Linked DNA regions of Mus musculus: all the other regions are linked to region 2. Evidence: chromatin contacts called from public HiCAR-type and promoter capture Hi-C data. All regions are on one chromosome and are shown on one strand. Each heading gives the region's core, a stretch centred on a gene start, on an enhancer-like site or on the middle of the called end of the contact. The rest is flanking DNA. Distances are from core to core; before and after follow the strand shown. Region 1 holds the start of Tm2d1 (TM2 domain containing 1). Region 2 holds the start of Cyp2j6 (cytochrome P450, family 2, subfamily j, polypeptide 6). Region 3 holds the start of 0610025J13Rik (a long non-coding RNA gene). Region 4 holds the start of Mysm1 (myb-like, SWIRM and MPN domains 1). Region 5 holds the start of Ift74 (intraflagellar transport 74). Region 6 overlaps Patj (PATJ, crumbs cell polarity complex component). Region 7 holds the start of Tek (TEK receptor tyrosine kinase).

The links. Promoter capture Hi-C pulls out the DNA fragments that hold promoters and counts their contacts. HiCAR-type assays count read pairs that join an accessible place to other places.
Region 1: a contact with region 2 is called in a promoter capture Hi-C map of cranial neural crest. The contact joins the promoter of Tm2d1 here to the promoter of Cyp2j6 in region 2. A contact is called at or near these places in 6 of 39 promoter capture datasets (cranial neural crest, embryonic stem cells, frontonasal cranial neural crest and 2 more) and 2 of 115 datasets of contacts at active chromatin or transcription factors (astrocytes and large pre-B cells).
Region 3: a promoter capture Hi-C map of liver shows a contact between it and region 2, with 4 times the contacts expected there. The contact joins the promoter of 0610025J13Rik here to the promoter of Cyp2j6 in region 2. A contact is called at or near these places in 4 of 39 promoter capture datasets (the 3T3-L1 cell line, hippocampal neurons, liver and 1 more).
Region 4: a contact with region 2 is called in a promoter capture Hi-C map of liver, with 3 times the contacts expected there. The contact joins the promoter of Mysm1 here to the promoter of Cyp2j6 in region 2. A contact is called at or near these places in 6 of 39 promoter capture datasets (the 3T3-L1 cell line, cranial neural crest, frontonasal cranial neural crest and 2 more).
Region 5: a HiCAR-type map of astrocytes shows a contact between it and region 2, with 4 times the contacts expected there. The contact joins the promoter of Ift74 here to the promoter of Cyp2j6 in region 2. A contact is called at or near these places in 1 of 39 promoter capture datasets (hippocampal neurons) and 1 of 115 datasets of contacts at active chromatin or transcription factors (astrocytes).
Region 6: a promoter capture Hi-C map of liver shows a contact between it and region 2, with 3 times the contacts expected there. The contact joins the enhancer-like site here to the promoter of Cyp2j6 in region 2. A contact is called at or near these places in 5 of 39 promoter capture datasets (the 3T3-L1 cell line, embryonic stem cells, hippocampal neurons and 1 more) and 1 of 115 datasets of contacts at active chromatin or transcription factors (large pre-B cells).
Region 7: a contact with region 2 is called in a promoter capture Hi-C map of cranial neural crest. The contact joins the promoter of Tek here to the promoter of Cyp2j6 in region 2. A contact is called at or near these places in 3 of 39 promoter capture datasets (cranial neural crest, hippocampal neurons and maxillary cranial neural crest).

Annotation. Positions count from the first base shown.
Region 1 is chr4:98,381,823-98,384,656 of GRCm38.p6, reverse strand. It overlaps Tm2d1 (TM2 domain containing 1), which reads left to right and starts at 1,392. Exons shown (of 7, transcript NM_053157.2): 1 at 1,392-1,587. The coding sequence starts at 1,421.
Region 2 is chr4:96,552,344-96,555,516 of GRCm38.p6, reverse strand. It overlaps Cyp2j6 (cytochrome P450, family 2, subfamily j, polypeptide 6), which reads left to right and starts at 1,866. Exons shown (of 9, transcript NM_010008.4): 1 at 1,866-2,275. The coding sequence starts at 2,066.
Region 3 is chr4:98,320,067-98,323,044 of GRCm38.p6, reverse strand. It overlaps 0610025J13Rik (a long non-coding RNA gene), which reads right to left and starts at 1,689. Exons shown (of 3, transcript XR_376450.3): 1 at 1,538-1,689; 2 at 1-736.
Region 4 is chr4:94,977,355-94,980,403 of GRCm38.p6, reverse strand. Mysm1 (myb-like, SWIRM and MPN domains 1) reads left to right here and starts at 1,304. Exons shown (of 20, transcript NM_177239.3): 1 at 1,304-1,400. The coding sequence starts at 1,339. It overlaps Gm12694 (a long non-coding RNA gene), which reads right to left and starts at 1,283. Exons shown (of 3, transcript XR_867913.3): 1 at 628-1,283.
Region 5 is chr4:94,613,101-94,616,160 of GRCm38.p6, reverse strand. It overlaps Ift74 (intraflagellar transport 74), which reads right to left and starts at 1,670. Exons shown (of 20, transcript NM_026319.3): 1 at 1,510-1,670.
Region 6 is chr4:98,400,340-98,403,374 of GRCm38.p6, reverse strand. The region is part of intron 1 of Patj (PATJ, crumbs cell polarity complex component); the gene reads right to left. Among named protein-coding and RNA genes, the nearest start is that of Patj, 6.0 kb to the right of the region's middle. Within about 2 kb of position 1,609, at least 81 of the 459 cell types and tissues checked have an H3K27ac peak or open chromatin away from gene starts, as enhancers often do.
Region 7 is chr4:94,737,953-94,740,913 of GRCm38.p6, reverse strand. It overlaps Tek (TEK receptor tyrosine kinase), which reads right to left and starts at 1,625. Exons shown (of 23, transcript NM_001290549.1): 1 at 1,222-1,625. The coding sequence starts at 1,273.

The sequences.
Region 1 (2,834 bases), core at 143-2,642, 1.8 Mb before region 2:
TATGTCCAGGGACTTGTGCTTGCTAGGCAACTCTACCACTATCCCAGCTCAGGAGTCAAAAGTTTTATAGTTTCATTGCTGTCTTACAGAATCCTTTTAATTCTTTTAAATTTACATATTGTGGAAGAGAATAAAGATAATCACTAAAGCCATAAAATAGATCCAGTAATGGGATTAATCAGCAAAGCATCAGCAGTTCTAAGTAATTGTTTTAAATCTGTATTAAAATTGATACACAGATCAGCAGTATTCTTGCACTCAGCAGGAAACCATCTAATTCTATCATAATTTCAATAATCCTGAGGCACAGAATTGCTTCCTTTAGTCCTTTGGGTTTATGTTGTATTTTAAAAAATCACTAGAACATTCTGAGTCCAAGTAGTAGTTAAGTGGAAAGGTTCTTTTATCATTGTGTAAGATGTATAACTGATATTCTGTCTTTTTCAATATTTATTTTTATTTTATGCATGTGAGTGTTTTGTCTGCTATTTCCACCTTGTGGGTCCCAGGGATTGAATTCATTTGTCAGGCAGAGCAACAAAGGATTTTACCCATGGAGCCAAATATGTGCATAGAGCTTGAGAAGGCTAGAAGGGGACCTTCAATCTGGAACTGGAATTACAGGGCTTTAGCCAATACATGGGTGCTAGGAACCTAACCTGGTTCTCTGTAAGACCAGCAAGTGTTCTCAACTCCTAAGCCATCTCTTCAGCCCAATATTCTGTCCTCGAACACTTGTCCACTATATAATGTCTACAGCAATCTAGAATTGCACTTGGGTCACTTCTAGATAGTCTAAATCTAAATTCTTCCAACCCTAGGGAAACCCTCATCCTTTAGAGCCTCCAGGATCAACACTGGTGCCCACCAGGAGCTGGGGCTCATCAGAAGGAGCAGTTTCTGTCTCCTTGTGAGGGTTCTCAGGGAAGCTACTAGAGAAGACTCCCAAACGTGTATTTTTTTATATAATTATTCAGTTTTTTAAAAAGTGTGTGTGTATGTGAAAATCCGTTTTTTTTTTTCCATCATGTGGGTTCCAGGGATTGAATTTAAATAATTTTCAGGCTCCGGAACAAGTGCCTTTACACTCTGAGCAGTCTCCCTGGGACATGGGCATGTTTTTATTATTATTATTATTATTATTATTATTATTATTAAAGTTTCCATGCTTGCTTTGGCAGTACATATACTAAAATTGGAACGATACAGAGATTAAGATGGTCCCTGCTCAAAGATAACAAGCGAACATATTTAAACAACAACAACAACAACCCTCGAAAACCTCGCTGATGTAGCTGTGCCAAGTTATCCTAGGGAGTAGCCTTTAGAAGCCCTAAGCTGCGCCACGGTTGCCAGGCCCCTTTAAGGCCCTTCCTTCTCTAGGAGGCGGAACCGGAAGCGCGAGGACGCGGTGCCCAACATGGCGGCCGCCTGGCCCGCGGGTCGGGCTTCCCCAGCGGCGGGGCCTCCGGGCCTTCTCCGCACCCTGTGGCTCGTGACGGTCGCCGCGGGACACTGTGGGGCTGCTGCCTCTGGCGCTGTCGGGGGCGAGGAGACACCCAAGTGTGAGGACCTCAGGGTGGGACAATATCCTCCGGAAAGCCGCCGTTCTCAGGCGGTCAGCTGGACCCCGGGCTGTGGGATGGGGACCGTGGCCTCCGCTGTGGCTCTAGTGACCATTGGACCCCGGGAGGTGAGGAGGGCTGTGGGGACGAAGGGCGAGCACCGTGGGCTTTCCCTGGACCGATCAGTGGTTGGCACTTCCTTCTCCGATTGACCATGGATTTTACCGGCTTGCCCACTTACTCACACACACACACACACACACACACATCTAGGTTGTGTCCCAGACACAAAAGATGCGAAAATTGTTCGACGCGTTCCTGAAAGTTTGCAGGTGTTGAGGGAGACAAGTAATTACTAGTGAACCAATGCATGTGTCTCACTTGTCATTAACGTAACATATATCACCTACAGCCATCCTCAGATGGCTTCACTTTGTGATTTTAGACAACTTATTATTATGTTTTAAAATTAGAGATCCTCTTGGATGTTTTAAAATGTAATATTTGTATTAGTTCTTTGTGAGAATTTCACCCAGTGGATTTTGATCATATTCAACCTCAAACTCCTTCTACATTGTCTTCCCTCCCACTCCCCCTTAACCTCGACCCCTACCACACACACTTAAAAAAAAAAAAGAAAACTAACACAGGGAGTCAGATATGTGCTGTTCATATCTACAGTGGTATGGGGCTATTCGCTGAAGCATGGTTGCCTTACCTGGGACTTAAACCTATGACTCTCTAACTTAGCAGCCATCAACTGGCCATAGTTAGGGGTGGGGGCTTTTGAATGAGCAAATAATTTAAGTCTAAAACATACTTATACCAGTGACTACCAACTTAAGGGAGCATTTATGCTAATTTAATTACCACAACAGTTTCGTTGGGTGTTTATTTACAGATGAGAAATCTGATTTAGGAATGGGTGAACTGTCTTATTACATTAGCGCACCGCAGAGCAACAAGGTGAAATTCGTGTTATACTCAAAAAACTATGTTTGAACAAAACTTTGGGTACTGACACAGTGCCTCAGACATTTGTGTACAGATCCTCAAACCTGCAGAAGCAAGAAAGAGTCTTAAGAAAAATCTTACAATTAAGAGAATCTGCCAGGCAGTGGTGGCCCAAGCCTTTAATCCCAGCACTCGGGAGGCAGAGGCAGGCAGATTTCTGAGTTTGAGGCCAGCCTGGTCTACAGAGTGAGTTCCAGGACAGCCAGGAGAAACAGAGAAACCCTGACTTAGAGAGAGAGAGAGAGAGAGAGAGAG
Region 2 (3,173 bases), core at 617-3,116:
GGTATGTGAGGCTTAGCACTAGTCTCACGGACATTCCTGACTTAAAAATTATATGAAAAATTATTTAAGAATATTATGTTGCCAAAAGTTAGGTTCTGTACATACTTGAAGACACTTATTGCCACATAAATAGCAATAAGCATATGCTTGAAAAAAGATGTTGAATATTTCCTTATTTAAAAATGTGTTTGTAAACACCCAAATTTATGTATCATACTTACAAAGTGCCTCACCACTTAAGCTTCCAGCTTCTCTATTCCTTTCAACAAAATTTAGCTGTATGAAGACAGTGTGGTACTTGATGCAAAATGCATTGCAAACCAATTTTCTGAGAAGATATATTTTTTCTGAGTTAGATAAAATGAATGAATTCTGTCATTTACTGTGATTTTACATGCCTGTTTGTTTATAAATATAGGAGGAATTTCCCAAGCAAAAATAAAAGAAAACATTACAACAAAAAGAATGAGGTAGAAAGTGTGAATTTGTTCAGCAGTAAGCCTGCAAGATGACAATTAAATCTGGCAAACAAGTTACTTTTATGCCAGGCTGTGGTGGCACATGCCTTTAATCCCAGCACTTGGGAGGCAGAGGCAGGCAGATTTCTAAGTTCGAGGCCAGCCTGGTCAACAGAGTGAGTTCCAGGACAGCCAGGGTACACAGAGAAACCCTGTCTTGAAAAAACAAACAAACAAACAAACAAACAAACAAACAGTTACTTTTACAATAAATAGCCCTGTTATAGGTCTCTAAGTTAAGTCCCCAGAACCACAATAATAAAAATAGTAATAACAATGATCAGGACAAAAGTGTTTTTCCAACAAGTGTTCATTAAACATTCCTGGGCGCACGAAGCACAGCTCTGTTAAAACAAAGTGATCTGTTGCAAGGAGGTGACGATGTTGCCTGCCACTCTGTTACTAGGATTAGCTTGGTTTCTCAGGTACATTGCAGTCACTGGGAAAGTTTGCTTATAGAACAGGCTCCCAGATGTCCGTGATGCTTTCTGGGGTTCATGCAAATCACAAACCTTACCACCACAATTGTCTCCTCAGAGGGAAAGACTTATTGACTGAAAAACAATCTATCTTAGACTGCCTTTTAGTATTACTATTAGTGTTGTTGTTGTTGCTGCTGCTGCTGCTGCTGCTGCTGCTGCTGCTGCTGCTGCTGCTGCTGCTGGAGTTTTTTGTGACAGTGTCTCACTAAGTAGTTCTACCTGTCCTGAAACTCATTATGTAAACCAGGTTGGCCTTGAACTAACAGAGATTTGCATCCCTCTGCCTACAGAGTGCTGGGATTAAAGGTGTGTGCCACCACTCCCTGCTCAATTATTATTTTAAATTTTTATTACAATATAATTACACCCTTTCACCCTCTTCCCTTTCTTCCCTCCAATCCTGCCCTTGTCTCCCCACTTACTTCCTCTCAAATTGATGGCCTCTTTAATTGATTATATATACATATATATCACATGAATATAAATGTATATGGGTTCAGGGCTGGACACTTAGTATTGAAAAACAGAAGGCTCCTGTCTGGGGAAGACTAAATCTCCCTTTCAGTAGCCTTTAGTTGCCTGTAATAATTTTTCTAGGGTGGGGACCCCTTGAGATTTCCTGGTTTCACTTTTTACTATCTACTGGTGCCTTTTAAAACTGTATTTTCTACATGTTCTTGTGGGAACTCAGTGCCAAGGACCTAGCCACTATAGAAGCAGTCTGGGCATCTGCAGGGCAGAGCAAAGCATGGCAGGGCATGGGAGGGAAGTTTGGGAAGGAATGGGTAAAAGCTCTAAGGGGCGGAGAGAAGAGCTCTGTGCACGTGATCAGGGGTTCTCCTGTTCTCCGGTTCCAGCAGATTGGAAACTACTCTCAGAAGCTTTGTCACTTCCTGCGAGAGCCCAGCTCCAGGGAGGAAACCAGAGGAGCAAAGGGGAGTGGACAGAAAGGGATAGGGAGGGACTGAGGGGACCGGTTTTAGAAGGGTGCCCTTGTTGTTAGCACCTGGGACTTGCCGCAGCTCAGACCTTCATTCCTCAGACGAACCAGCTGCAGTCCTAGCCATGCTCGCTGCTACCGGCTCCTTGTTAGCCACGATCTGGGCAGCGCTCCATCCCAGGACTCTGTTGGTGGCTGCAGTCACCTTCCTGCTTCTGGCTGATTACTTCAAAAACCGGCGCCCCAAGAACTATCCCCCAGGGCCTTGGGGTCTGCCTTTCGTGGGCAACATATTCCAGTTGGACTTTGGGCAGCCCCACCTCTCAATCCAGCCGGTAGGAAGGGGTGCGGGTGTCTTGCTTTGTCTGTCCTGACTTAATCCTGAGCTACAGGAACAGGGGACTTACTGAGACTAGAACAGAAGACCAGGTTCAAAGACTGGTGATCACAACCTGATATCCAGAACTCAGAACCTGTGTGAGTCCTCCTTTAAGATATAAGCTGTTCGATTTTCAAATAGTTGGAGATTTTTATTTACTCTTGTATGAAGGGCTTTGCTCTCATTGTTATTCTGTTAGGGTCAGAGAACTCCCTGTATGTGATTTTAAGTCTTTAAACCATGGCATATTAACGGAATGATAATAAATCTAGATAAATAATCCCTTTCAATTTCAGAAATGGGTACAGAAGTGGTACCTCATCTTAGTTTGTTAAAGCGCTTGTAAAGAAAACAAAATGTGTTTTTCTCTTGATTGGAGTTTTCTACAAGTAATCAGTTTTCTTATTGATCTTTGTTTGTCCTGTAAGTCCTTGCTGAATGTTCACCTACTAACTTTTTCAACCCCTGGGAAAGGTGTCTCCAGCTCCACAGGAAGTCTGCATGTTTTTCCACTCCATTCTGGAAGCTCTCCTGCTTGAATTGGAAAGACTGTTATGTGCACATAGTGTGCATGAAAGACTGAAATAGTGTCCTTTCGGTATATGACCATCTTCCCACATAATATTTCTCTTTATCTATAGTTATTTTCTCTGCTTAGATAGTTAATACTCCAGCCATGTTTGATTATCCCTGTCACTTCCCACTACTAGTGATGTCTGACTCTTTCTGATTGTTACTATTTAAAGGCATACACCCATATTTTTTTCATATTTACTTTAACCTATTTATTTTTCTCTTTTTCCTTCCCTGTGTGTTTTTTGGACACTTTCTGAGTAGTTGCATTTTTATACCCA
Region 3 (2,978 bases), core at 440-2,939, 1.8 Mb before region 2:
TCTCTTTCCTTACAAAATAAATACCAAACACGTCAATAAAATGTAGGTCTGAACTAGGTCTATGACCAGCAAACTGACATAGGAAAAAGCACTTAACGTTCAGGAACCCGTCTTTACGCAACTGTAAAGGGAGGCTATGGGATGAATTTGGCAGTTGTACATTACTGCTGCACACATTGGAGAGGGGATACACACAGTTATTGTAGACTTTACTAGCCACCAACAAAATGTCTGACAAACATAAATATATCTGAAAGTTGTTGTTGTTGTTGTTTTTTTTAAATAGGTTGGTTCATTCATTCATATGTTCATTCACGCTACTGTTGTGGGAGCACACACTCTTCGCTGAGCGTATACTGGGATCACAGACTGCCTTCGTCCTCAGGTTGGGTTTACATAAAGCAGTTAGATCAACTCCTAGGGCAGAGCACTTAGACAGGAGTTTCTGAGCTGGGTAGGCTAAGACGGGTGGCCTTTGTTGGAAATGCTGTTGCTAGTGGCTGGGACCAGGTCCAGCCAGCTCACAGCAGCTTGCTTTGGGGTCGCACTGACGCTTGCCTGGTCGCCGGTAGGTGGCGGCAGACGCCCTGGCGGAAGGCGTTGCGCTGCGCCCCGCTGGCTTGGCTCCGCCCGCCGGGTCCGATGCTTCGCGCTCCGCCTCCGGAGCAGCCGAGTGCGTCTGAGGCGATCCCGTGCCAGGCTTGGGGACGCTGCCAGGTTTCTCTCAAATCTTGGCCTAACAAAGGGAAGCAAATTACAAAAATGGAAATTTTCAAACTAGCGTTCAGTTGTATTGAAATCGACGTTTGTGTAGCACGCAGGCACAGACCACATTCATGCTATTTTGTGATTAAAACGATACCAAAAATACCTCCTTGCTTTAGTTTTCATCTTCTAAAACGGCCTCTTCCCCTTTTCTAATTGCTGCTTTACTTTGGGGGAGCAGCGAGCCCCCGGCCACCGTAGAATTGCTAACATTTGCATCAGGACAGTTGAAATCTGGCCCGGGCTGCTATTCTCTCTGTCGTCCCCACCCCAGTCTTTCCTCCTCCCCGTCTCTTAGACTCCGCTGTTTCTCTCGTTCTGTCCTCCCCCCAACCCCCCTTCCTCCTTTTCTTTGGGAGTTGAACTTTAACCCAACCTTGTGTGTCCTTTCAGCCTAGGGGAGTACAGATAAAGACATTGCTAGGCACTGTACGGGGAAGTTTTGTGTCTTGTGTACTCGGTTTCAAGTCTTAGGACAGCGCGTAAATCCTCAGGGCTCCTCTTGATTCAAGCAGCAAAACCTGACCATGGCCTCACCAAAGCTCTGGTTACCTTGCTCTCCCATTAAAAAACAAAAACCAAACCAAAACAAAAAAAACCCCAATGATTTTGAAGCGGCTCTTGAGCTGGCTCTTGAATGGATTTTACTTAACATGAAGTTGTATAGAGCCCGACTGTGTCCTCTTGGCTTGTTTTTGCAGTTGCTAGACAGGCCCAGTCCCCAGTGGGCTTGTGTGAAAGGCGCCCTCCTCCCACCCCCAGCTCTCCGCACCATTTCTTTCCTTGGAAGCTTTGACTGTCTCCTTCCGCAGCAGCTGTGTCTGCAGTGCCTGGAGACAGGTGGGGGAGTAGCCTCCCGCTGAACCTGCCAATTCCCTCTCCAAGGACTGTCTGAATAGCTATTAAAAATTAAAGGACACGCACACGTACACACACACACACACACACACACACACACACACACACACACACACACACACGCTTTCGTTCTTTGTTTTCTGGTGGAGGTCACTGTCACACCAGAGCAATGGTACTGCTTTGCCGACTGAGATTAAATTCTACAGTCCTTCTCTTGTCGGCACTCACCAGCCCACAAGAACCCATTGCCACATCTTTTGGGCCCTCTAGAAGATCTGAGTTCTAGGAGTGGTCAAGTGCCCACTTGCAATGGATCTGGAGAGAGAGGTGCTCCCAACCCCAGGAGATAAACACAGAGCTCATGAGACCATGGTTGCAGTTAGGGATCCCTTGTTTATCTGTATTTGAGTCTCAAAACTAGAACTTTCTAGGGCAGGTGTTGAGTATCCTCTGCACACTGGTAAGAGTTTAACAGGTTCCAGAAGAGAACCGGAAGTCACATTTTCGTTCCCAGCCTGGATTCAGGACCTTCTGCTCTTCCCTGGGGGCTTGACCCTCAGTACCCAGCTACCTCTCTGCTTTTCCCAGGGCTGTTGCCCGCTCTTAGAATTCCTCCTCCTCCTCTTCTCTGATTAGCAAACGTTTGGTCTCTTTAAAGACGTCTTTCAAACACACCCTCTCCAGTCTTTCATGGCTGTGCCTGTGCTTGGGTACCTCTGTAGTCAGTAATCCTGCCTTAAGTTAAATGGGACAAAGTTGCTTGACATACCTGCTGTGCTGTGCTGTGCTGTGCTGATCTCTCTCTCCCTCTCCCTTCCTCCCTCTCCCTTTCTCCACCCCTCCTCTCCACTCCCTACCTCCCTCTCTTTTCCTCTCTCTCCTTCCCCCAATCTCCACTCTCCTTTCCTTTCTCTTCCCCCTTCTCTCCCTTCCTCCCCTTTATCCCCTGAGAGAATATATTCTTTGCTCAGGCCAGGAATGTATCTTTATTTATCTCCTAGCCTGCACACCAAAGATGCCCGGGAAACTCTATGTGATGATAAGGAAACACACCTGGTTCTTAAATGATCCCAAAGGGCCAGCTTGTTTTTCTCCAGTTCTTGCTCCATTGGCAGGCATCTCTAAGTATGTCTGCAGAGTGGAAAGGAAAAACTTAAGGTTGTGTTCACACGTGACTTTTCCATAGTTCAGGGAGAGTCTTCTACTAATGAAGGTTTGATGAGCACACAGATGAAAACTCCTGTACCCCAGCGTGTGCACAGGAGCAGCACTCAAGGAAGACCTGCGACCCGAGAAGGTTTCAGGCATCTGCGTGGGCTCTAATGTATGTAACTTAAGGGTTAGAGAAACAAGTT
Region 4 (3,049 bases), core at 55-2,554, 1.6 Mb after region 2:
GGGGAATTACATAGCATATTTAAAGGATGAAACCATAAAGTAAGGGAGGGCAAGCAGGGTAGGCTGTAGCTTCGGCCAATCATATTTTGACCATAAAGGGTTGAGCATGCGAATTTCCACCAATCAGAATAGGAGCTGGTTCCTGGGCCTGGGAACAAGAACTTAGTTTGACCCTACAGCAAGCTGGAGAGTGTCCTTGAGATGGCTGGACTCAAACTGCTGTCTCCTTACAACTTTCCCTGAGATGACTGGACGCAGACAATTGTCTCCTTCTAAGTTGTCTCTGAGATGGCTGGGCTCAAATAGCTGTCTCCTTACAACAGAAGCTCCCCCAGGGCCTGGGACCTTGAATTTAGTTTACCCCTATGATTAAATGAAGCCTGAAAACGACATGGTAGTACTTAAAAAAAAAAAAAAGAACAAGTTTATTTTGCGGGGCGTGGTGGCGCATGCCTTTAATCCCAGCACTTGGGAGGCAGAGGCAGGTGGATTTCTGAGTTCAAGGCCAGCCTGGTCAACAGAGTGAGTTCCAGAACAGCCAGGGCTATACAGAGAAACCCTATTTCAAAAAATCAAAACAAAACAACAACAAATCAGGTTTATTTTGCTGGTTCCCAATACACTTACCTGTCCAACACAGCTTCTACTACGTGAGACACTGTGCTGAACGCAGGCAGTGTAAGGACTACCAGACAGGTTTTATCCTTAAAGAAGTCACAGTCTGATCGAGAAGACAATGAGTCATGGATTCTAACTGTATGAGAGACAGATTTGAGGGCAGAAAAATGCAGAAGCAAGACTCTGATTTCTTGGAAAACCGTTAAGTTCTTTGCTTCACAGATTCCCAGCAATGATTTGTATGTATATGGCAAACACTCAGGGCAGAGTTTAAAAGATCAATCTACCAAGCTCTCTGTTTGAACAATCACGTCAGTTTTCTGAGTCTATTTACTTATCCATAAAATAAAATCCGTGAAACCTGCATCCATTCCACTGGGTCATTCTAATAATTCACGGTGGCGGGCGGGGCGGGTAGGCGCGCGCGCGCGTGTGTGTGTGTGCGAAAATGAACCAGAGACAATGGATGCCACAAAGCAGGGTCTCTCGCCTGAATGGAAAAAGATCTGCTGTGAGTTAGCCCACGTAAGACGTGAGAGAAGTGAGATAACCCATGCGGTCCTTGGGGAAGCAGCTTTCACGCAGTCTCCTGGTCTTACTCGCCGGAGTTCCCCGGAAGTGCGCCACGCCAAGGCCCCGCCTCCGGCCCTGGGCCCGCCCCCGGTCCCGCCCCGCCGCATCTCGCGGGATCTCGCGAGTACGCCTGCGTCAGGTGCAGTCATGGAGGCGGAGGAGGCGGATGTGGATGTGGAAGGAGATGTTGCGGCGGCTGCACAGCCGGGGTGAGGCGCGGAGCGGGGTCCTGCGGGCCGGGCTGTGCTAGGCAAGGGTCGGAGGATGCGGTTGGCCGAGGGTCCGTGTGGACGGCGTCGGGACCCGGGGTGCTCCCAGCCGGAAGTCGGCCGGGTCCGGGAGTGGACCCGGTGCCCCAGGTTGCACTGTTTATCTCCACTTTCTGGGCTGCGATGGACAGTGTTTAATTCGGATTCCTACCTGCATTCGCGCTGTCTCAGGCGCCTCACAGCATCTTGAACACTGGCGTCTAATTTAGTCCTGCGCCCGCTAGCGACCTGGTCCAGTCGTTTGATTCCTCCTTCTCAGAGCAAGTTGTTGAAAACTTGGGGGAAAGGCAGCTTACCCTAAAGGATCCAGATTTTAGAGTTGGACAAGTCATGTTTGCCTTTTGCTTTTGCTCTTCCTGTTTACTGTCACTCTGACCGTGATCAAGGCATTTGAGGCATTTCCAAGCAAGGCTCCGCTTGCTTGGAAACCAAGAATCACTTGTCGATCTTACTGTTGTAAGCATCGAATGAAATAATTCTGAGAGATGTTTTAGCATATGGAGAATGCTCGGCAGATGTTTTCTTTGCTGTGTTAGGATAATGTAGTGAAGACCCAGTTAGGGGTGTCATGCCAGTGCCTGCAAGGACGGGCAGTGTGATTTTAAACTGAACCTGATTTGACACGTGCCTTTAGGAGGACGCGGTATCCCTCCTTTTAAGTAATGGGGGCCAGATAGGACCTCCTGTAGAAGCCAGGTACATTACTTGTAACTTGTCAGCGACTTCGTTAGAATTCTGCTGAAGTACATACTATTACTAGTACTGCTCCATTTTCAGCCCATATAGTTCATTTGACAGGAGGGCTGCTCCACTGTAGACTGCCAGTCCTCCTCTATAAGGCACCAGAATAAGAAGCATTTTAAAATAGCCAGTGAGTTCTTAAAATGTGATGAAAATGAGGGGTAGTTAACTTCACATAAATATTTTCTCAAAAGTTCAAAAGTTACGTGGATAGCCTGAGATAGCAATAACTCTACACCAGTGTGATATATCAGACTTGAGCAAGTGCTTGTGATGTTTGAGAATCGGTGACCTCAGTGGGCGAGGGCAGTTTGGAGTTCATAAAGGAATTCACCTGGTGTTCAGTGACCGTCACCTGAAAGCATTGGCTCTGTGCCTCTCTCAAGGGTTCGTTTTAACTTTCCTGGTTGTGTTTAGTTTTTCATCCCTTTTTCTTGTACCATTTTCTTGACACTTGAGACTACTGGTGGCATGTTGTAATGTTAACCTCGTATGTTAGGTCTCAAAGGAGAGACAAATGATTACCTGAGGTGCTGTATTACAGTGGAACTGGCCTCCAGGTTCTTAAAGCATCCTTCAGTCTTGCCTGTTGCAGGGTATGGCTGGCATACCCTGCCTCCTACCCTATTTTCTTTAGCCCTGAAGTTAGTCTGCCCTTCCCCCAGCTGCCCTTCTCTATATAATTCAGCCATTTTGGCTATCTGGCCCTTTTGGTCTGTCCTTTACTCTATTGGCCTGTCTCTTGGCCCAGGCAGCCTCTCTCTGTTGCAGCTTCTCTCTGCATTCTCTTTACATGGCCCAGTTCAGGGTCATATTCTCTCTGGATGTTCCCCACCATTGCATATGCT
Region 5 (3,060 bases), core at 421-2,920, 1.9 Mb after region 2:
AGAAAATAGTATTACCCCAACCATTCTCCAGCACCACTAAGAGAAAAAAAAATATGTCTTTTTTTTAAAAAAGATAAACTTTTTGGGAAGATATATATGCCTAACTTGACTTATAATTTTAATTTTAAAAATAAATCAGCAGTACCCCAGAGCTCTTGACTCTAGCTGCATATGTATCAAAAGATGGCCTAGTCGGCCATCACTGGAAAGAGAGGCCCATTGGTCAGGCAAACTTTATATGCCCCAGTACAGGGGAACGCCAGGGCCAAAAAATGGGAGTGGGTGGGTAGGGGAGTGGGGGGGGGGGGTGTGGGGGACTTTTGGGATAGCATTGGAAATGTAATTGAGGAAAATACGTAATAAAAAAATTAAAAAAAATAATAAATCAGGTATGGTGGTACATGCATGCGATGGGAGGAGGGAAGCAGTCACTATGACTGCAAACAAAACATCCATGAAAGTGTTCTACACCTAAAGCTCAGCGCCTTGGCTTTTCTTTGCAACGACTTCTACAATTTCCGCACCATTTAGTTCCAACTGTAGTAAGAACTCATAAATATCTACAGTTTTATCATTCAAACCAGGCACCAATTCCGAATGTTCACTTGTTGACTGAAATTTTCCATTTGGACATACACACCATTATCTCTTCAAGAAGGGGGGGAAAAGGTCAACCTTAGCATTTTTCTATTCCAAGTAGCACCATATCCCTATGGTTTTGAACAACAAAGAGACAACAACAGTATTTTTGCAAGGAAAAGTCCTATAGTCAAAACTCAAAAGTAGTTAAAAAACAAAACAAAACAACAACAACAAAGAACCCCAGTAATCCTCTAGCTTTCCTGTTAACTGAGAAAACGACTAATTTATGTAGTCCCACTTGTGTTAAGAGAAACGGGAGGTGGGCTCTCATAACAAATACACCCCTAACTCTGGAGTTCTTCGATCCATATTCTTATCATGGCAGAGGGAGGCCAGAATTCACACATTCTCTGATCCTACAAGGATTAAGGATACAGTCTACCTCTGATAGTAATCACTACATAAACTTGGCACACAATGCCCTTTGGGATGTGATTTCTCGTCTCTAAAACAAAAGTGTGGCCAGGAGTCCTTATTTTGCAGTTGTTGTTAAGTTCGGTTCTTACATGGAAAACATCACATTGTTTTGTTTTCCTTGTTATTACTACCCTTATCCTCCCTGGCCCAACCATTCTGACTTGTATTAACCGAACGATGCTACGTCCTTCCCCTGTAGCCGGCTGATCGCCCCTTCCTTCAGAGCAGAGACTTTTCTGAGGCGTCCGTATCCTTCCCCTCCTTCCCAGGGTTGGAGCATCCTTTCGGTCCAGGCGTAGTGTGGAACTTCCCAGGCCGAGCCTCCGACCCCAAGTTATAGAACCAGCCAAGAGTCCACGAATTCGAGTTTGTTCCGTTTGGAGAGAGTCAAAAGTGGCCACAGAACCTTAACCCACGCAGGGAAAAGGCAAACGAGCTGAGATTTCTCACCTTGCCTGGTGCGACTGGGGTGCCGCTAGGTCCCCGCGACATGAACTTCTTTCTGAGGAGTCAACGCGAGCGCCAACCCCGCGTTTCACCGCTCACCAGAGCAGAGACAGGGAGCCAGGCCTCAGAGTCCCCCCCACCCCGCAGCGACGCCGCGTATCCTAGCAACGGTCACCGCGCGGAAAACGCTCCTCGTGATTGGCCTGCGCTGCGCCTCAGATTCCGGTACTTAAAGTGGGGGTGGGGAAGTCTCGCGAGATTTGAGAACAGTTTCTTCCCTCCCTCCTTCCTTTACTCTTCTCTTATCCCTTTCCCAACTCATTGCACACTTTACTGAAATAAGTCTTTACTCTTTCTTTGGTACCAGAGTTTCCCACCCCCCCTTTCTTTTAAGCCTAAGTTTGTGAGAAAGACTATGTAAAGTGGTTTGAGTGTCCTTAAGAGAATTTGTTTTAAAACAAGCGCTCTGTCTTTTAAATCACTGAGTAGCTCAGAGTGTTAAGTATCTCATTGGAACTACTCCTGGTGCGAATTTAGTTTTTTGTTTATTTCATAACTAAACGTTTAACTTACCCTGGCCATCTCCTCTCCATAAAACTGAGTGATTGCATTGGTTCCTCCAGTAGTCCGAAACAGTGGAATCTAAGTTCATTGCTTGCTAGTTCCAATCGAACCCAGAAACTGAATGAGAGCCCTAAGGAACACAGCAGGGATCTATTTAAGCAGAGATGCCAGCCTCAGCAACTATATCCAGGTTTTAAGACTGAAGGTGTATCAACAGCAAGCTGCAATATTTTTGTCAAAAAACTTGTAGCCTGTTCTGCCAGATTGCCTAATTACGTTTTTTTTTTTGGGGGGGGGGGTATTTGTTTTGTTTTTGTTTTAATTTTAGACTGTCTTTGTAGCCCTGCCTATCCTGGGAACTCGTTATGTAGACCAGCCTGGTTATATGGATCTTTCTGACTCTCCTAAATACTGGAGTTAAAAACTTGGACCATCATACCCAGCTTCTTAATAAAGTTTAATACATTGATTTTTCTGATTTTAGTTTACAGTTTCTGTGCCTTCCATTTAAGAACTCTGATAGATGTAACAGTTCAAACTGGCAGGACAGGTGTTCATGACCCAATTTTAAATAGACTAATTTCCTATAAATCCTTTGAGCAGTGTTCCTGTATCTTTTATGTGATGAAAATAATACAGAACAGAGCATCTCATTTAATAGCCTCTCAGCTTCCAGAGGGAAGGAATCGATTTTATTTGACTTTGGTCATTTTCATTTTGTCTTTGCTTGATTGTTTTGGTTTGTGTGTGTGTGTGTGTGTGTGTGTGTGTGTGTGTGTGTGTGTGGTACTGGATGCCAGGCACTGTACCACTGGGCAACATCCACAGTCCAAGATTTTGTTGTTGCTGTTGTTGTTGTTTATAGGAACTTACTTGGCCTTCATCAAATAACTGAGTATTTTAAGTGTACATTGTGTCAGGTTCTTTTCTGTCTGATGACCTCATCGTCTTAAACTATAGATTATGAACTCTTGTGGGCTTTAACGCAAT
Region 6 (3,035 bases), core at 360-2,859, 1.8 Mb before region 2:
TTTAGAAAAAAAAATTTATATATATATATATATGTATATGTGGATATATATATATATATATATATATATATATATATATATATATCAGAATTTTCCAGGTTTTTTTTTTTTAAGTATGGTGCTTTAAAAATAAAAAAGTGTCTTCATGGACTTAAAAGCACATATTTTCAAGGCAATTATTAGAAGCAGATCATCACCAGAGTCTAGGACTCTGGACCACCCCAGTGTGGTGGATCAGACCCTTGTGCACACTAAGCTCACACTATACAGTCCACCTACATGCCTAGCTCCATCATATCTTCTTAAAAGCCATAACTATGCACCTGCAGGTCATGTTTGGTTACCATGTGATTAAAAACCTAATTCAACAGGGCAGGCTATATGATCCTGACTACAATGAACTAGAGGATAAATCTTCTCTAAATCTGAGAGATTTGTGGTTCTACATGACATCTCTAATGGCCAGCAAATATTCTTTGCATTTCATTATTCTCTCCTGCTCAAGGGAACATATTCCTGGCATCAAAACCATTTGCTTACCAACAAACCACTTGCTATTCAAAATAAGCGTGTTCTGAGACTGAATTTTACTTCGATGGACAATAAGAATTTCAGTAAGAGGCTGTAAAAATGCACTCAGGAGTGGTTTCCTATATCGACACTTCAAGCATGTTGGCAGTGTTCCGTCAAGTGAGGGGAAGTGACATTTACCTGCTGGCTAGGGCTCCTCCAGCAGACAGCTATCTGCATCTCACTCCTGAAACAGGTACAGTTGGAATTGAGTGACATCTTGAATCCATGTAAGAACTGAGCATGCTGGGAAATCTACCCTTTGTATAAAACAGGAAAACTGTACAACATGCACAAGTGTTGTGAAACGCAGCACTTAAGGGATATTTGGGTTATTTTCATACTTCTGTAAGACAGAAACGTGTGCACTGGGGAATTTTCTAGAAAAAAAAATTTAGGAAGCAATAGTTATTGCTTCCAGAAAATAGAAAAGAGGAATATAAAAGTTAGCCTTTGAGGACTGAGGTTAGAACTCAGTGGTAGAGCGTGTATGCATGAGAGCCTGGATTCAATCCCCAACACCAGAGAAAAATAATAACAAAAATTAGTCTCTTTTACTTTATAGATTTTGGGGTTGTTTGAATTTTTATTAAAAAAAAATACGGACTTAAGATTTTAGTTCAGTGGTAGAATAGCATGTGAGACTCTCAAGTTTTATTCTCTCCACTACAATAAAAATACACAAAAACAAGTACTAATTTTATAATTATAGAACAGTGGTAAAAGTGTCAGATGTGGTACCACATACCTGTAATCCCAGCACTCGGGAGGCCAAGACAGGAGGATTCAAGTTTGAGGACAGCCTGGGCTACACAGTAAGACCCTATCTCAGGGGGACAAAAAAAAAAATCCAAGAAAAATTAAGGCCAAAAACGGCCAACACTTTTCAGACTTCTGTTGGCTCATGAGACTTCAATTTCCTACTAACAAACATCTGCTCATCTATCTGGGATTTTGGGAAGTAAGGTCACTGGCTATCTTGCTGGGAAAGCACAGGCACTCACTGAAGTGCGCATTTCAACTGGACCTTTACACCTGGGTGATTCACAACTCCAGAGCTCACTGAACCAGGAAGCTTGAAAAATATCCATGAGCTTAATATAATATTACATATAAAGTCTTAATGAAGTTCTTAAAAAAAAAAGTCCACTCCCTTCAGAGCCAGGGGTCAGGATTTATCCTGGTCCCTTTGTCCTCAAAGCTCAACATTTACTAGGTACTCGTTAAATAATAAACAGAATCCAAACCAAAGAGTGGTGGAGGCTGCCACCAGAACTCTGTATAGGCTGTCACGCAAAACAAACAAGTGTTACAGTGGCATTAAGGGCCCATTAAGGGAAAGCTATTTGCTCTGCTCAGGGGAATGGCATCTCTGGCCTGGGTGGAGACTTAACATTCCAGTTGGGAGATCAATCATCTCGTTTAGGGAGCAGACTCAGGAAGGCTTGATCCTCCTTAATCCATCCTGAAGAGATAGGAGGAATAACTATCCCGAATGCCATGAAGCTCTGTTAGGTCTGCCCTCCTAAGCACCACTCAGAGGCACAGTTTTTTCCTGTCCCTCCCTTCTTTTTTCTTTGTATGCTGGCCAAAGCCTAAAAATGCCTTTTCTGTATTTTAGGGTTCTTACTCTTTCTCTGGAGGCCCCCCCTCCCCTTTTTGTCACAAGACTGTGTGGCTGGACTCCATGACTCAGTCTAACAGTAGGAATTCTTCTCTTCTCCATCTGACTCCTCTGGGCAGCCGCCTGGGTCTACAGCTGGCTCTCCTTGCGATTTTTTCTTTTACACTCTAATAAAACTGTCCTCAAGCTTCCTTCAGAGCCCATCCTCAAATTCTTTCAATAACAATACTATGAACTCCAAGAGGGAAGTACACCAATTCCCTTGGTGACATGTAGCAACTCTGCCGGGACACCCCAAAATTCCCAGGAACACAAGTTAGGTTTCCTACAAAGGCCTGGTGAAAGCTTTCCTAAACCAACTGAACATAAAAAAATTAAATGTCCCCACTGTCAAAACACCCCACTCCTAGAATGTAAGAAAAGCAATTGTAGAATGCTAAAGCTGCATATGGAGAAAATATTGAAATCCAAGTTGAAAGATACCATGAGAAAAATCATGTTAGTTCCTCAGAGTGCTTCAGTTGGCAAGATTCATATCTTATCACGGAAACACTCTCAAGAGTCAATTCCTAACAGTACTCTCTCTGTAATTTGTTTCATTTTGCAGAAGTTAAACTGCTCTGTGTGTCATTCTGTTGGTGATAGTCCCCCTCCACCACAAGCAACAAGCCACAAATCTGAACAATTTTCACACACATTAAGTCTCTGATATGTTTTTAAGGATTTATTTATTTATTATATGTAAGTACACTGTAGCTGTCTTCAGACACTCCAGAAGAGGGCGTCAGATCTTGTTACAGATGGTTGTGAGCCACCATGTGGTTGCTGGGATTTGAACTCC
Region 7 (2,961 bases), core at 376-2,875, 1.8 Mb after region 2:
GTTACTACATAAGTAATTGGCACCATCTTAGATACTCTTTCAGCAATTTACATTACTCTTAAATATTATTAAATTTCTGATATGTTGGTTGTTGAAATCAAATTGAAAAGTTACATGAGAAATTGCACACAATTATCATACTTTACTGGGTTAAATTTTTTTGAATACTTAACAAAATATTTAAACATATAGAAAAATATAAAAGTAACATCAAAAGTATTTCTTTGTATCAAATGCTATACTATATATAGCCTCACCATTAAGTTTGATAAATTTTCCCAAATTCATCTCCTGTGTCAATTACATTTTTATCATAATAATTAGAATACTTCCAAACCAATTCGGGGAATCCTATGGCAATGATAATGTGTCTGTGATCTGCAGTTTGGGTCCCCATGTTTCTCCTAGCATGGTTTACCTATGCTGAGTGAGTTACAAGGCACCCCACTGTGTAGAGCCTGTGATACACATACAGAACCCAAGCTCATCCTGGCTGCCCTCTCTAGAGGTGCCACTACAGGACTTGGCAAAATACTGAATCCGGTGAGCTTGGTAATTGACTACATTTTAGTTAGCTTGCTAGGGCTAATCTTTATGTGAAACATCAAAAAATTAAAGTCAGTGGCATAGCCCTAACTCCTGGACCCCTACCTAAAAGACGAAAAGCCCTTAACTGGACTACTGAAATTAAAAAGCATGGAGATACACAATCTTTACAGAAAAGTGGTCTTGTTTTTAGTTAACAATGACGTTTTTGTACATGGCTAGGTAAGAATTTTGTTTCTACCAAAAAAAAAAAAAAAAATCATTGAAGTCTTTCTTTAAAGTGATTACAACCCAAATTTGTTGTTATGGATAAGAAAACACCAGAATGAGAGGCAAGAAAGAATACTCCAAAAAAAAAAACAAAACAAAACAAAAAACAAAAAACAAACAAACAAAAAAAAAAACCAGATCCCTTCAAATAAGGTGACTTACTCAGTCCTGGGAGAGACCGTGCAACCCAGGAGGCAGCATCTGTCTACAAGAGATGGCTAGAAAACCCAGCTGGTGCCGCTGGAATCTGAACTTCAAAACCGTTGCCATGTGTAAACTGGAGAGTCTCAGAAAAGCAGTGTCAGGGTCACCAAATCGAAGGTTTGGTGAGAGAGAGAATGGCGAGAAGTCACTGTTGTTAAAACATGACACACACACACAAATAAACATCAAGCCAAAACTTACCATAAAGGAGCAAGCTGACTCCACAGAGAACTAAGCCGGCTAAAGAGTCCATACTTCCCCAGATCTCCCCATCCAGCGTCCACAGATGAGCATGAGTCCCTGGGAAGCTTTCAACAACTCACAACTTTGCGACTTCCCGCTCGCATGGTCCACTCGCTCTTGTTTACAAGTTGGCGGCAAGGAGAAACACCACAGAAGCAGGCGGTAACAGTCTCATTTCTGTCTGAGCACAGGGAGGGTTAAGTTCCTTTTTCCTGTTTCCTTTGCAGATTAGGATGGGAAAGGCTGTATCTTAAAGGCACTTGGTATCAGCAGGGCTTGGGGCAGAGCGAGCCCTATCCATCTTGCCCTTCATCCAAGGCTTATCTTCTGCTCCTGCTCCGGCTCCTGCTCCTGCCTTAACTGGATTGTGGGGCAGAGGGATCTTTGTTACAAGTAAGGTCCTGGTCAGCATTTTCAGGAACAATAGGGGTATCCTCTCATAGGCCAGGAATTGAATAACAAGCCCTCCACCTATGTATGGTATGCGATGAGGACCAGCCCTTGCAGGCTAAGCTGTTCTCTGGGGTGCATTTGGGATCCCTGACAGAAGGGGCTTTGGGGCACGGGGAGCAGCACTTGCTCTCCTGTTTTTGTTTTCACTCACAGGGTTTGAATTGGGCAACAAAGTTTCCTGTGATGAGAAATCATAACCTGGAAGGCAATCAATTTGAGGGAGCGTGGTTGAGGTCAGCTCTCAGCGGAGCCACTAGAGACCAGATTCCACAGCCATTAGCCTATTTTCTTACACCCAGATCGCCTGCCTGTTGGCCCTGAGCCCAAATATACGCATGCTACTGGCTACAGCTTTAATTTTTATTAGCATTTCATCTGAGTGTGATCTAATTCGTTGGAGAACTTGGCACAGGAAGATTTTAGTAATGTGAATAATTTCATAGTTATTGGCAAACAGAATTTCAGATGCAAATTATATACAAAAATATGGGAGAGGCACTTTTTAAGAGAGTGACTTGCTCTACAGCTTAGGCAAGCCTGGAACTAGCCTGGAGCTCATGATAACGATGCTCCCTCAGCCTCCCGAGTGTTGATACTACAATCATAAACCACACTCTTGGATTACTCCGGAGATTTTTAAATAATCAGGCAGGTGAGATGGCTCAGCCGGTAAAACCAAGACTGAGTTTAATTCAAAGCCCGTGTGATGGAAAGACAGACACCTGAAAATGTGCACCTCCCATGTGACCTAAATGAATACACACATTCATAAAAACTATAAACAACAAAGTTATAAATCATCTCTATAAAGACCCAACAGAAGTGATTATGTCTACAGGAGCAGAGTGATGGATGAGTGATGAATTCTCCAGCAAGCTCAGGCACCTGAACCTTCCTTACCCAGGTGATCACTTGCTCTCACTGGGAATGAAGCAAGCATGCCACTAGACACACGACCTTGCATCAAGGAAGGACTGCCCCTCCCTTTCCCACCAGCCACAGGAAGAGACACGGAGGCACTGCTAGTCTTGGTGGATTTCTGCCTTAGGTTTTATCACTTCAGGGCTGATCTTGAGTGCCTGTAATGCTTCCAATCTGCAGGGGTAGATAGCTCAGCTCTGTCCTCAGGCACAGCTGAGGGCAGACCCTGACTCAGCTGTTAACAGGTCAAGAGCAGACACTGAGGACTAGTAATGTTTCCAACCTGAGGAGTGCATAGCCCTGTTCAGTCCTCAGGCACACCTG